2 separate regions of the Gossypium arboreum genome follow, and region 1 is linked to region 2. Evidence: chromatin contacts called from public Hi-C data. All regions are on one chromosome and are shown on one strand. The core of a region is the stretch at or near the end of the contact, and the rest is flanking DNA. Distances in the headings are between cores, read along the strand shown. Region 1 holds the start of LOC108483757. Region 2 holds the start of LOC108480282 (beta-hexosaminidase 3).

Evidence for each region. A called contact is a pair of places that touch in the nucleus more often than the background predicts.
Region 1: a Hi-C map of leaf shows a contact between it and region 2, with 3 times the contacts expected there. The contact joins the promoter of LOC108483757 here to the promoter of LOC108480282 in region 2. A contact is called at or near these places in 2 of 5 Hi-C or Micro-C datasets (both in leaf).

The regions. Positions count from the first base shown.
Region 1 is chr1:84,217,866-84,223,328 of ASM2569848v2, forward strand. LOC108483757 reads left to right here and starts at 4,214. Exons shown (of 11, transcript XM_017787324.2): 1 at 4,214-4,600; 2 at 4,708-4,783; 3 at 5,091-5,187. The coding sequence starts at 4,366. It overlaps LOC108482604 (a long non-coding RNA gene), which reads left to right and starts at 1,975. Exons shown (of 2, transcript XR_001870907.2): 1 at 1,975-2,165; 2 at 2,411-2,841.
Region 2 is chr1:84,080,201-84,086,025 of ASM2569848v2, forward strand. It overlaps LOC108480282 (beta-hexosaminidase 3), which reads right to left and starts at 3,649. Exons shown (of 13, transcript XM_053029189.1): 1 at 3,164-3,649; 2 at 2,840-2,914; 3 at 2,133-2,168; 4 at 1,935-2,046; 5 at 1,523-1,593; 6 at 1,081-1,391; 7 at 67-167. The coding sequence starts at 3,475.

The DNA of each region.
Region 1 (5,463 bases), core at 2,964-5,463, 140 kb after region 2:
GATACCGTATCGGTCAATTAACGTCCTAATGTTGAAAATTTGAAAAATATTTTAAAATAAAATTCCTTTAAAACGTTTGGATAACTTGAATTGGATATTGAGATTCTCTCGTTTAGAAGGAATAAAATATCATATCCAGCACGATAAGACACAACATTTCAAACCCTCGATACAAGATCATCTCATGATTTGCAAAATACATGCATTTGAAATTTAAAAAGGATATTTGGCTATTTTGCCAAATGGTAAATCGAAACCTAGCACGATTGGACACGATTTATCGAATTTCCAAATACGAAATATTGCCTCATGTTAATTTAAGAAAACATGGACGAAATTTCAAAAGGAATATTCTGCACTTTAGTCGAATGAAAAATTGAAACCCAGCATGATTGGGCATGATCTCTCAAACTCCCCAAATTCGAAATATTGCCTCGTTTTAATTTAAGAAAACATGGATGAAATTTCAAAAGGAATATTCCGCACTTTAGTCGAATGGAAAATCGAAACCCAGCACGATTGGGCACGATCTCTCAAGCTCCCCAAATTCGAAATATTGCCTCGTTTTAATTTAAGAAAACATAGACAAAATTCCAAAAGGATATTTTGTATTTTAGTCAAATGAAAAATCGAAACCCAGCACAATTGGGCACGATCTCTCATACTCCCAAACACGAAATATTTCTTTATGTTGAGGGGGCTCAAGTTAACAATTATAAAAATCGTGTCAAAATACTTGTTTGGTTTGTTTGGAAATAAAAGACAATCAACATTTAGAGAATACGAGAATCATAATCATAATGCACTAGCAAGAAATACAAGCATAATTACTTGCATGAAACAATAATAGATTGCTATAATATGAAAATTAGGAATGACACATAATACATAAAGCAATATGAAAATTTGGAACCGACATAACGCAAAACAATTTAAAACCTATATGAAAATATTTCACAAAGGAATAACACACGCTAGAATTCAAAATACCTTATATGTACATAAAACTGATAATATATAAACGATTATTAAATTATATAATATGCAAGAAGCAATTCAAAATAAATAACATATAACATAACTTCAAATAAAAACCAATTAATTTGTCTAACAATATATATACGCAAGTGAAGAAATAATGTAAATAAGGTATATACAAAGAGATTACTATATGAAAGTAAAATAATCAAAATATACAATCAAAAATAGGATCCTTAAAAGAAAATATGCATAAATGAATTTAAAAAGGGGAAAATATATATAATAAGCTTAAGGAAAAATATATGTATATATATATAACAAATATAAAAGAAAATATTTACAAAAATAATGTGAAAACGATAATGTACATAGAACAAAACAAATTTTAACATAGACTATATATATACGAATAACATAAGGGTGATTAAATTAAATATTGCACATAACTTTAAAACAATATGACATAAAAGAATCTTTTAAAATAACAACTATATAATTAAAAAATAGATACCAATAAAATACCAAGTTAAAATGAGGTAAAAATAATTAGAATAACCCAGAATATATATTTAAATAATTTTAAAAGAACGAATATTAAGTAAATTTTAAAAATAAAAAAATAAAAGATTAATCATTGAAATGGAAAAACGAACTTAATTGATATAGAATTGATCTAAAATGGATAAAATAAAACATTACAACAAAACTAAGGGCTAAATCGCAATGCATGCAAATACACAGGGATTGAAAATGCAAATGTTCCAACTCATAAAATACACTGCACAAGCGCAGACTGAATTGAAACATCGCGCAGACTTTAGAGAGAAATTGAAAAAGCATAACAAGTCGAATTGAAGATGGCGCAAACTAGGAAGGACTGGATGCGAAATTTCCCATTTAAAGGGAAAACGTGCAGATCCAACCTTGGACTGGGTCAACGCGCAGGCTACTCCCCCACAATGGTTCTGCTTTTTAAAAAAATTAATTGAAACTTCTATTTTGTTTCTTCTTTTTTAAAACATTAAAACCTTTTAGAAAACCCTAAATTTTTAAAATATCGTTCTCTTCATTTTTTCTAAAAAAAACAGAGAGAAGGCTTTCAAATCTCTTTCCCTTTTCAACCAAAGCCACCTTCATCGGAGATTCGGCACGCCCAAGCTACCAACGACGCAAGCCCGACCCTGGTAAGTCTCCTCTCTCTCTCTCTTGTGTTATTTCTCGCACACAATAAATAAATCCAAGAAATAGTAGAAAAAAAGGGGAAAAAAACTTAAAATCACCTTTAACGAGTATTGTTGCTTTTGATCTCTGTTTGTGCTTGGTTTTGTGTATACTTTTGTATTCAAATCGTAAAAAAAAAGGGTCCCTTTACAATACATTTTCAAAGGCTTTTATAGCCAATTTTACAACCTATTTTACTTCTTTGCAGGTTCATGGGTGTGCACGTCTCTAACGTGGCGTGGTGGAGCGGCGCACGTTGTCGGGAGGTGGCTTTTGGTGCGTGAGGGAGGCGTGCGGCGACTGAGACCTTTAGGTAGATTAGCGTTTTTTCAAAAATGTTAAGGTGTTGGGCTAGAACTTTGGGCTAGGGTTAGGTATTTGGATTGGGTTTCGGGTTTGGGCCTATTGTAATTGGGTTTGAGTGTATTTATTTTTGCTTGTGTGTTTAGTTTTTTTTAATGGTTTGGGCCGGGCAATTTTGGGCCATAATAGAACGCTATCGTGCGTTGAGCAAAATCCTAGACCATCCAACGCATTTGCTCATATGAGTGAGAAGATTTCTTTCTAACCATTAAAAATTATGGTTGTGTTGGTGATGTTTTGGTAACTTTTTATATATGTAATATTTGGATTGTATAATGACATGATAGAACATACATACTATTGTAACTTTTAACATATATATTATGAGATATAAGGTAATGATATCATATAACTTTTTGTTAATGTTTGAATATTATGTTTGGATGTAAAATATAATTCTCAATTTATTTACTTCTTCTAATATTTTGCTTTTTAGTTTAGAAGATAATTAAATTATTTATTTAGTTAATAATATTTTAACACATTAAATATACATTGCGCTTTAAAAATAATAAATTAGTAATTATATTAAGAATGTTATTAAATTATATATTATTTTATTAAATTGTATTTAATAATAATTATGTTAAAATATGATTAAATTATTTATTTTTATTTTATTAAATTATATTTAATAATAATGTTATTAAAATTTAATAACAATAACAATATCAACCTTAAAAATTCTACTAAGGGTACTTTGGTTATTTAAAACTTTTTCCTTATACTATTACAATATTTATTCTATTCAACTAAACACAATAATACTATTAGAGCTTTATTCTATTCCATTAAACCTAATAATTGAATTACTAATTATAATCCTATTCCATTACAACTCTATTGTATTATATCTCTATTTCATCACCGCATTCTTAGTGACTAGACCTGCTCATGGGTTGGGCTACCTGGCCTGGCCCGAAGGCTCGCCCGAAATGTGAGAAGGTTTGGGCAAAAATATAGGCCTAAAAAATGGACTTGGACAAAAAAATGAGGCCTGTTTAAAAAATAGGCCAGGCTTCAAGTAAGGTATTTTTGGTCTAGGCCCGATCCGGCCCGGCCCGAATTCATTAAATGACAAAAAAAATTTTGCTATTCTTTTTTTTTGTTTTTGAATGTTATTTTCTTGTTGTTTTCTCAATATTTTGCTACCATATTACTATTAGTTGCTCCTATTTTGTTGTTATTATTTGGATATTGTATAAAACTTATTTTATTATTAATTTTATTATTATTTTAAAGGAATTTGTTAATTTTATTATTATTTTAGAGGTATTTGCTTGTTAAGTTGTATTTATCTAAGTGTTATTTAAGTCTACATATTTTTTAAAATTTATTTTCAATTTATTGGAAAATATTTATTTTGATTTGTTTTAGTATTTTGATGTATTATATATATTTAAAATTATATAAAATAATATAAAAATAAATACTGGTGACCAGTCGACTTGAGTTTTAGTATTTTTATTTAGGTCTGGTTTGGGTAAAATTTTAAACCCATTTTTAGGCCCAGTTCGACTCGAGCCTAATGAAGGAGCCTAAATTTTTTGTTGAGTCTGGCCCGACCCGGCCAATGATCACTTCTACTGGTGACCAAATTTGGTGTGTTAGTTTTTTTTTTTATTTTTTTATTTAAAAAAAAAAGAGACCAATCACGACGCTCAATGGCCAGAAAAAAGGAAATGAAAAGTTAGTGATGAGAGATAGAAGCATTAGCAGTTATTTAGAACCTAAAACACTACCAGATGTATTAAGCAGAGACAACCAAAAGGAAAAAAAAGAAAAGCAAAAAACAGAGATATGTTGGGGACAGCCGCTTCTGCAGCCACCATCCCTACCACTACTGCTCACGCCGCCAACAACATACGCCGCACCTTTCACACTAATCCTTTTAATTCTCTCTCTTCTTCTCATCACTCTATTCTCTGCGCTCGCTTTCGTTGCCTCTCTCTACGCTCTTTCACCGCTGTTTCCAACAAAGCCATGTCTCACCCTCAAACCCTCGATGCTCCTCACCCTCAATCCTCTGCCGCTGGTAATGTTATTTCCCTATTCTAATACTTTATTCACAATGATCGTCTCTTTTTCCTGGAAATACAAACCAATAAGATGCATTTTGATTGCTTTTCTGTTCTCTATCAGGCAATAAGCAAGCACTAATATCTTTGTCTGACAAGAAAGACCTGGCTTTGCTTGGCAATGGCCTTCATGAACTGGGGTAAATTAAATGACACCCTCTTTTACTTTGGAGGTTTTCATATTTTATTTCACCTTTTATTATGGACTTGTCTTGCTTGTTCTTCTTCTTCTTCTTTATAAACAAAAAATAATAATAATAACCGTTAACATTGACTGTTGAAGAGTACTAGAGGAATGATTGGTGAACAAACTAACATAAGTATGGCATCATTCACGTATTCAATTCTTTTTTTTTTCTTTGGAGTTGGTAGGGTCTATGTTATCAAAATGTAAAGCAGCTGTTTGGAAGCCTATTTGGTTTAAACTTGCTTCTTTGGAAACTATAGGTATACTATTGTTTCAACTGGAGGAACTGCATCTGCCTTAGAAAATGCTGGTGTATCTGTAACGAAAGTGGAGCAACTTACTTGTTTCCCCGAAATGGTGGTAAAATCTTTTCTTTGCTTTTTAAATGCATTCTTACTGATAATTTAAGGGGATAATCTTTTGCAGCTTGAGCTTTATTTTTACTACTATAGTAATAATTTTGATAGGAAAATGAGGTGTTTTTGGACTGATTTTCAGCTTCAGGGGCTCAGGGTCCGGTACCTTTGCAACGGTATCACACTCCAACTTGGCAGAATGCCAAAATCTATAGAACAGGGACCTAGGTACTGATATATAGGCCCCTGGACAAGGCCACTGCACTGTGTTGGCCGT
Region 2 (5,825 bases), core at 2,399-4,898:
AGGAAAAAATTGAAGAGTGATTTCATTATAGAAATAATGACATCGAGGGGTAAGTAAGGAGATCACCTGAGAGAATTCCGTCTATTACTTTAAATGTAAATTCATTGCTGACATCAAGTGGCTGTTGACAGTCCTTGGAGGGCCATAAAGAAGGATAACCAGTCCCCCTTAAGAAAATTAAACCACAGTTACGCAAAACATTTAGGACAAGGTCAAAAGCATAATATAATTTTTGGGCATGCATCTTAGTTCAATTCCACAATATCTATCCCCATTACTTGTGTGTATATTAAATATACAAGAACGGCAATTTGTGATAATTTGGGTCATGCAAATCACATTGATAGTTGCAGACAAACGGTCCTTTAATGACCATAAAGAAGGACAACCATTTCTCCTAAAGAATTAAAACACAGCAACTAAAAACGTTTTATGACAAGGCGTGCATATAAATTTTTTAGACGCATCTAAACATCAAGTTTTCAATATTATCTGTGCTTGTTGGGTGTATTCAATCATACTAGTTGGGTGTATTCAATCATAAGCATTTTAGTATATGTTAAGTATGCAAGAGCAACTATTTATGATAGTTTGGATCATGTAAACCACACAGATAGTTGGCTATTGCACGCAACTCTCTCATAAAGCTAGTCTTGGTCTTAGAATTTCCTTCAATGTTAAGGTAGCACCACAACTTTTAAATAAAAAGAATTTGAAACTCTTCTTATTTCTTCTAGAGAAGAAATTATGCAATTTAGTTATTGCCAAGGATTCTGTCAATTTGTCCTCTGAAAATTCTTCACTCTTATATTGAGATAATCATTGTTAAATGTACCGGCTTAAAGGTGATTAATTATCAGAAAGCTTAATTTCACTTCTTACAACATTCATGCACTAAATATAAAAATACAATCAGAAATTTCCATCATTACTTTAAGGAGCTATAGCTGCAATTTCCAGATAACCTTTATGACAGGCAAAAAATTAGCATCTTCATCTGTAAAATATCGCTTGTTTGCAAAAGAAAGAATGTTACTAACAACAAAAATCTACTATAAGAATGGAGAAAGCATATGATACCATGAGAGAGCATGTCCTGGAACATCAATTTCAGCCAATACATTTATTCCTCTTTTTTGAGCATAACTGCATATATTAAAAATAAATAGATCAAAAAGAATTGAAGTACTCAAAACAATAATTATCATATGGAAAAAGAAAAGAAAAGAAAAGAAAAGAAAAGAAAGGAGAAAGACATGCCTCACAATATCAGCAGCATCAGCCACTGTATATCGCTCTGAGGGTGAATAAGCACCATCCCACAGTTTAGGATATGATGGTATCTCCAAGGGGAAAGATTGTGTATCAACAATGTGCCAATGCATTACATTCTGTATGAAAGCAAGAAAGAGTTACCACTTATAGGCTAATTATTCTGGTGTTATTAAACAAATCAATCCACAAGGTCAAAACAATGAGGAGAAAAAAAATTATTCCAACTAAAATTTGTCGTAAATCTTACCAACTTTGCATAGGACATAGAATCAATAACCTTCTTAATAACTGGCACAGGTAAATAGTGACGAGACGTATCTACACCAGTTGAATAAAAAAATCTATTATTACTTGGAGACAGAATACAGAAAACAGAGTTAAGATATTATTCTATCATCATATAATTTTCTCCGACCTATGAAGATTTGCAGTTTAACAGCCATTCCACCTTTCATGTTGGTTGCTGAGAATGTAGAACGGCCAAAATGGGCAAGAAAACAATATATTTTGATAATACCTAACAGCTAAAGCAATAGCAAAATGAAGTCCCTAATTTTCGATGCAAGTAAAAGATTCATCACCAGATACTGTATTTTAATTGGAAACCAATACCATTAAAATCACTTTAACATTTCTTAGAAGAAAAGAAAGTATCTCACCAATCAAGAGGCCTCGATAAGAAAATCTTGGCTGATCAATAATAGTCCATGGTGACATGTCAATTTGAAGGACCCTGCTTGTAACGCTAAAATAACATAATTGGCTGAATGTCTGCACCCTTGTACAACAAGCTGTATATTCTAAGAATTTTACGATTTAGAAATAATCTTTGCAACAAAGATTATACTGGTACTAACCTGAAGCCCTTGTAAAGCGCCATAAACTGTCTTTGCCTGCATGAGTTTATTATAAAATTAACAGTTAAAGCCGGAATAAATCTAAGGTCAAAAGTTGACCTTAGATTTATTCAATTATTTTGTATTGTAGTTAAATTTCAAGAATAGACTAATTTTAATGCATATTGTTCAACCTAAGAAGACTCAGAAAACACAATCCTATCCTACCATAAAATATATATATATATATATATAGTACAAATAAAAAGGGTAAACTACAATATTAGTCACTAAACTATGGGTAAATTCTCCTTTTGGTCAGTGAACTAAAAAAATTACAATTTAATCACCAAACTATTTAAAAGTTTTATTAAACTGCTAGATTGTTAAGATTATTAAAATCGATGCTATATGGCTTTCTTTGTTTGTATTGTATGCACTAATCGAAAGATTTCTATCATTTTCTCTTCTACATCATAAATTTACTAATCATCATTCAAACAATTTTCTTTTCCAATCTCCTACGCTGAAAGGAAGTTCTTTTACGTGTTGCTCGTTAGCACAATTAAAAAAAAAAAATACTTGACAAGTAAATTAAATAAAAACTTTTGAATAATTTAATTATTTTAAAAAAAACTTTTTAAATCGTAATATTTTTTTTAGTTGACCAAATCGAAAAGTAGTTGTAATGAAGCATAGAGGAGCGGTAAAGGATTAGTTGTCTGCACCTCTAGATGGGCGTAAGCCGGTTTTTCCGGTGATGGGACTATTAATTTGTACGATTCATCAACGTCGTATTGTAGCTGCAATCAAAATCACATCCAAATCAAACACTCACACAACGTTTCGGTTACTTTTAGCTTCGCTATCAGCTATTTTAGAATGAATTTATAAACAAACAAAAAATATATATATATAGTTCAACCCTCCATATTCTCAGACAACGATGTTTCTTTCTTTTCTTTTTTTTTTTTAATATCTCAATCTCAAATCTTTAATTTTCTATTTTTTTAATTAATAATAATAAAATTAAAGAAGAGTAAGGGAGGAACCTGGCCGTTTGGAGAGGAAATAACGATATGCAGACCCTGGAGCAAAGATGAAGAGTTGAAGGCAGAGAAATTGGCATCAATAACGTGATCCAGTTTGATGAGAGCAAGCATCCGGTCGAATGCGTCTTTGAGTATTTCAGACCCATAGTTAGAGGAGAACCCGAAATCGTTGGTCAAGTAAAGGTGAGTATGGCCGTAACTCACCGACGCCGGCATTGGCCATATCTTCACCTGACTACTCTGGCCACTCGCTAGCACCCCCGCCATTAGCAGCAAAACATAAATCAACATTTCACTCCCCATTTTCCCCATACTTCTCGTCTCCCTAATTTGACACTAAATAAATACTTGTTTCCAAATGCTAAATAGCACTTTATATGCAGACAGCAAAGCTACCTGCTTTTTTTCCTTTTTTTTTATCTTCCACTTCGATATAGGGGTTGGTGATCTTGCAAACAACTTTTATAACCGATAGCTTTCACTCCCTGCCATGCCCGGGAATTAATAAATAAATAAAAGTACTTTTTTACATTAAAAATTATTTTTAAATATTTAATATTTTAAATAGATTAAAATAAAATCTCTATACTCTTCCTTAATTCCGAAATTTGTCATTGTATTTTTATTTTTAAAATTTAAATTTTTTACTTTTAAATTTTAAAATTTAATTTCAATTGTCAATATTAAAATTATTTTATTAAATTCAAATTTATTATGTTATTTTTAGTTATATTATTATTAAGTGTGTATTTTTTATTTGAAAATACCACATCAATAAATTTAAAAAATAATGTTAACAATTGAATCTAAATTTTAAAACTGAAAAATAAAAAGATTAAATTCTTAAAATAAAATACATTAACTAAATTTTAAAATTTTAAAATTAAAAAATTAATAACATATTTTGTCCTTTTAAATAAATTTAGAATTGCATTCCAATAATAGATTAAGATACAACAAAAATATTAATGAAAAACAATTAAAATATGATATTCAGCATAAAAAACAACGGGAAAACAAAATGAATATATAATTAATATAATCAGTTTAAACAAAATGGTCTGATCTAATAAATAAATAATATGAGTGATTTATGAATTATCTTCTTTTTCTTAAAACAAAACTCATTTAAATCCTAATAGTTCTTTTTAAAGAAATTCAATTGGGAATCTTAAATCAAATTAGGATAAGAAATTAAAATGAATCCTTTAAAAATATCATTTAACATTAAATAAAATAATAATTAAATAATATTATATTTTAAACCCTTTCTAATTGGTCGGATCCGGGTCTAAATAATGAAATAAGGAACAAAATTTTACTTAAAATACACAATTATAATATATTTTTAAATTTAATTATTATGAAATTTTATTTAAATAATTTAAAATCAAATATAGTATAAACCATGATCACAAAAACAAATATTTTTCCATTCTAGATGAATGGTTCATTTTCTTTTCATTTATTTATATTAAGAAATAAATCTCAAAATTATATATGGATTTTGATTTAATTTGTAATTTGATATATGAACTTTAATTTAGTGTAATTATATATGTAAAACTTTACTTATGGTTTAAATGTATACATGAGACTTTAATTTTAATTCAATCATACATATTTAAATGAATAAGTATATCAATTTATTTTTATATCGAATAGTATAATTATTTATGTATATAATATATAAATATGAAATGATATTATATTAATAATATGCAATAATTAAATATAATTAAATACAATTAAATTTTTATATATAAAATTACACAAAATTAAAATTTATGTATAAATTTACGCATTAAAACAGATATATCCTTTATATTAATCCAACATTTCTCTCCTCCTATAGGTTAACAATCGGAAAGAAAACTAATAATTATGTGATTATTATCAACATTATCATTATGGGTTTTCTCTTAAAAAAAGAAAACAAGAAGATTCTTTGTTGAGGGTCCCATTAGTCATGGGTCATTCATTAGATTAATGAAGAAATTATTATTAATAACATAAAGTAGGGTTTGTTTACCTAATTTAGTTAGTTAAAATGGTATATTGTTTCCATTTGAGTGTCTTACCTACCTAGCCTTGTATTAGATTCCGATGCTCGTGAGATTGTAAATTGTTAAACACCCCATATTCCCTCTTCTATGCATCTCATCATATCTTTCCAAAAAAAATTTGAAGCATCCATTTTTGTTCTAAATTTAGATGATTTCGATTTTTCTTAATAGCTAATATTTGATGTGGGACATGCTTTCGTGTAATTGGAAAATCACAGCAACTTTTATTATACAGAATGGTATAAATGGGTTTTATATTTTATCAAATGTGGTATTTATATATTTAAAATGTTGATTTCGTTAATTAATATAGTATTTTTATTAATGGTGTTAAAATATGAAATCACTTGATACGTAAAATTAGTTGTTCCCATGTTGGGTTTTAAACTTCTTTTTTTAAGTTACTGCTTGAAAGCCTTGAAATTCCGACATCAATGTGAGAATAATTGTCAAGTTCAAATCTCAAATGGGAACAATTACTGAGTTCAAGGATTAATTTAGGCCCAAAAATATTCAATTCCCAATGTGGGATCAATTGCCTAGTTCAGGCCCCAATGTAAACAATTGTTAAGTTTAAGCCTAACTTACACACACAA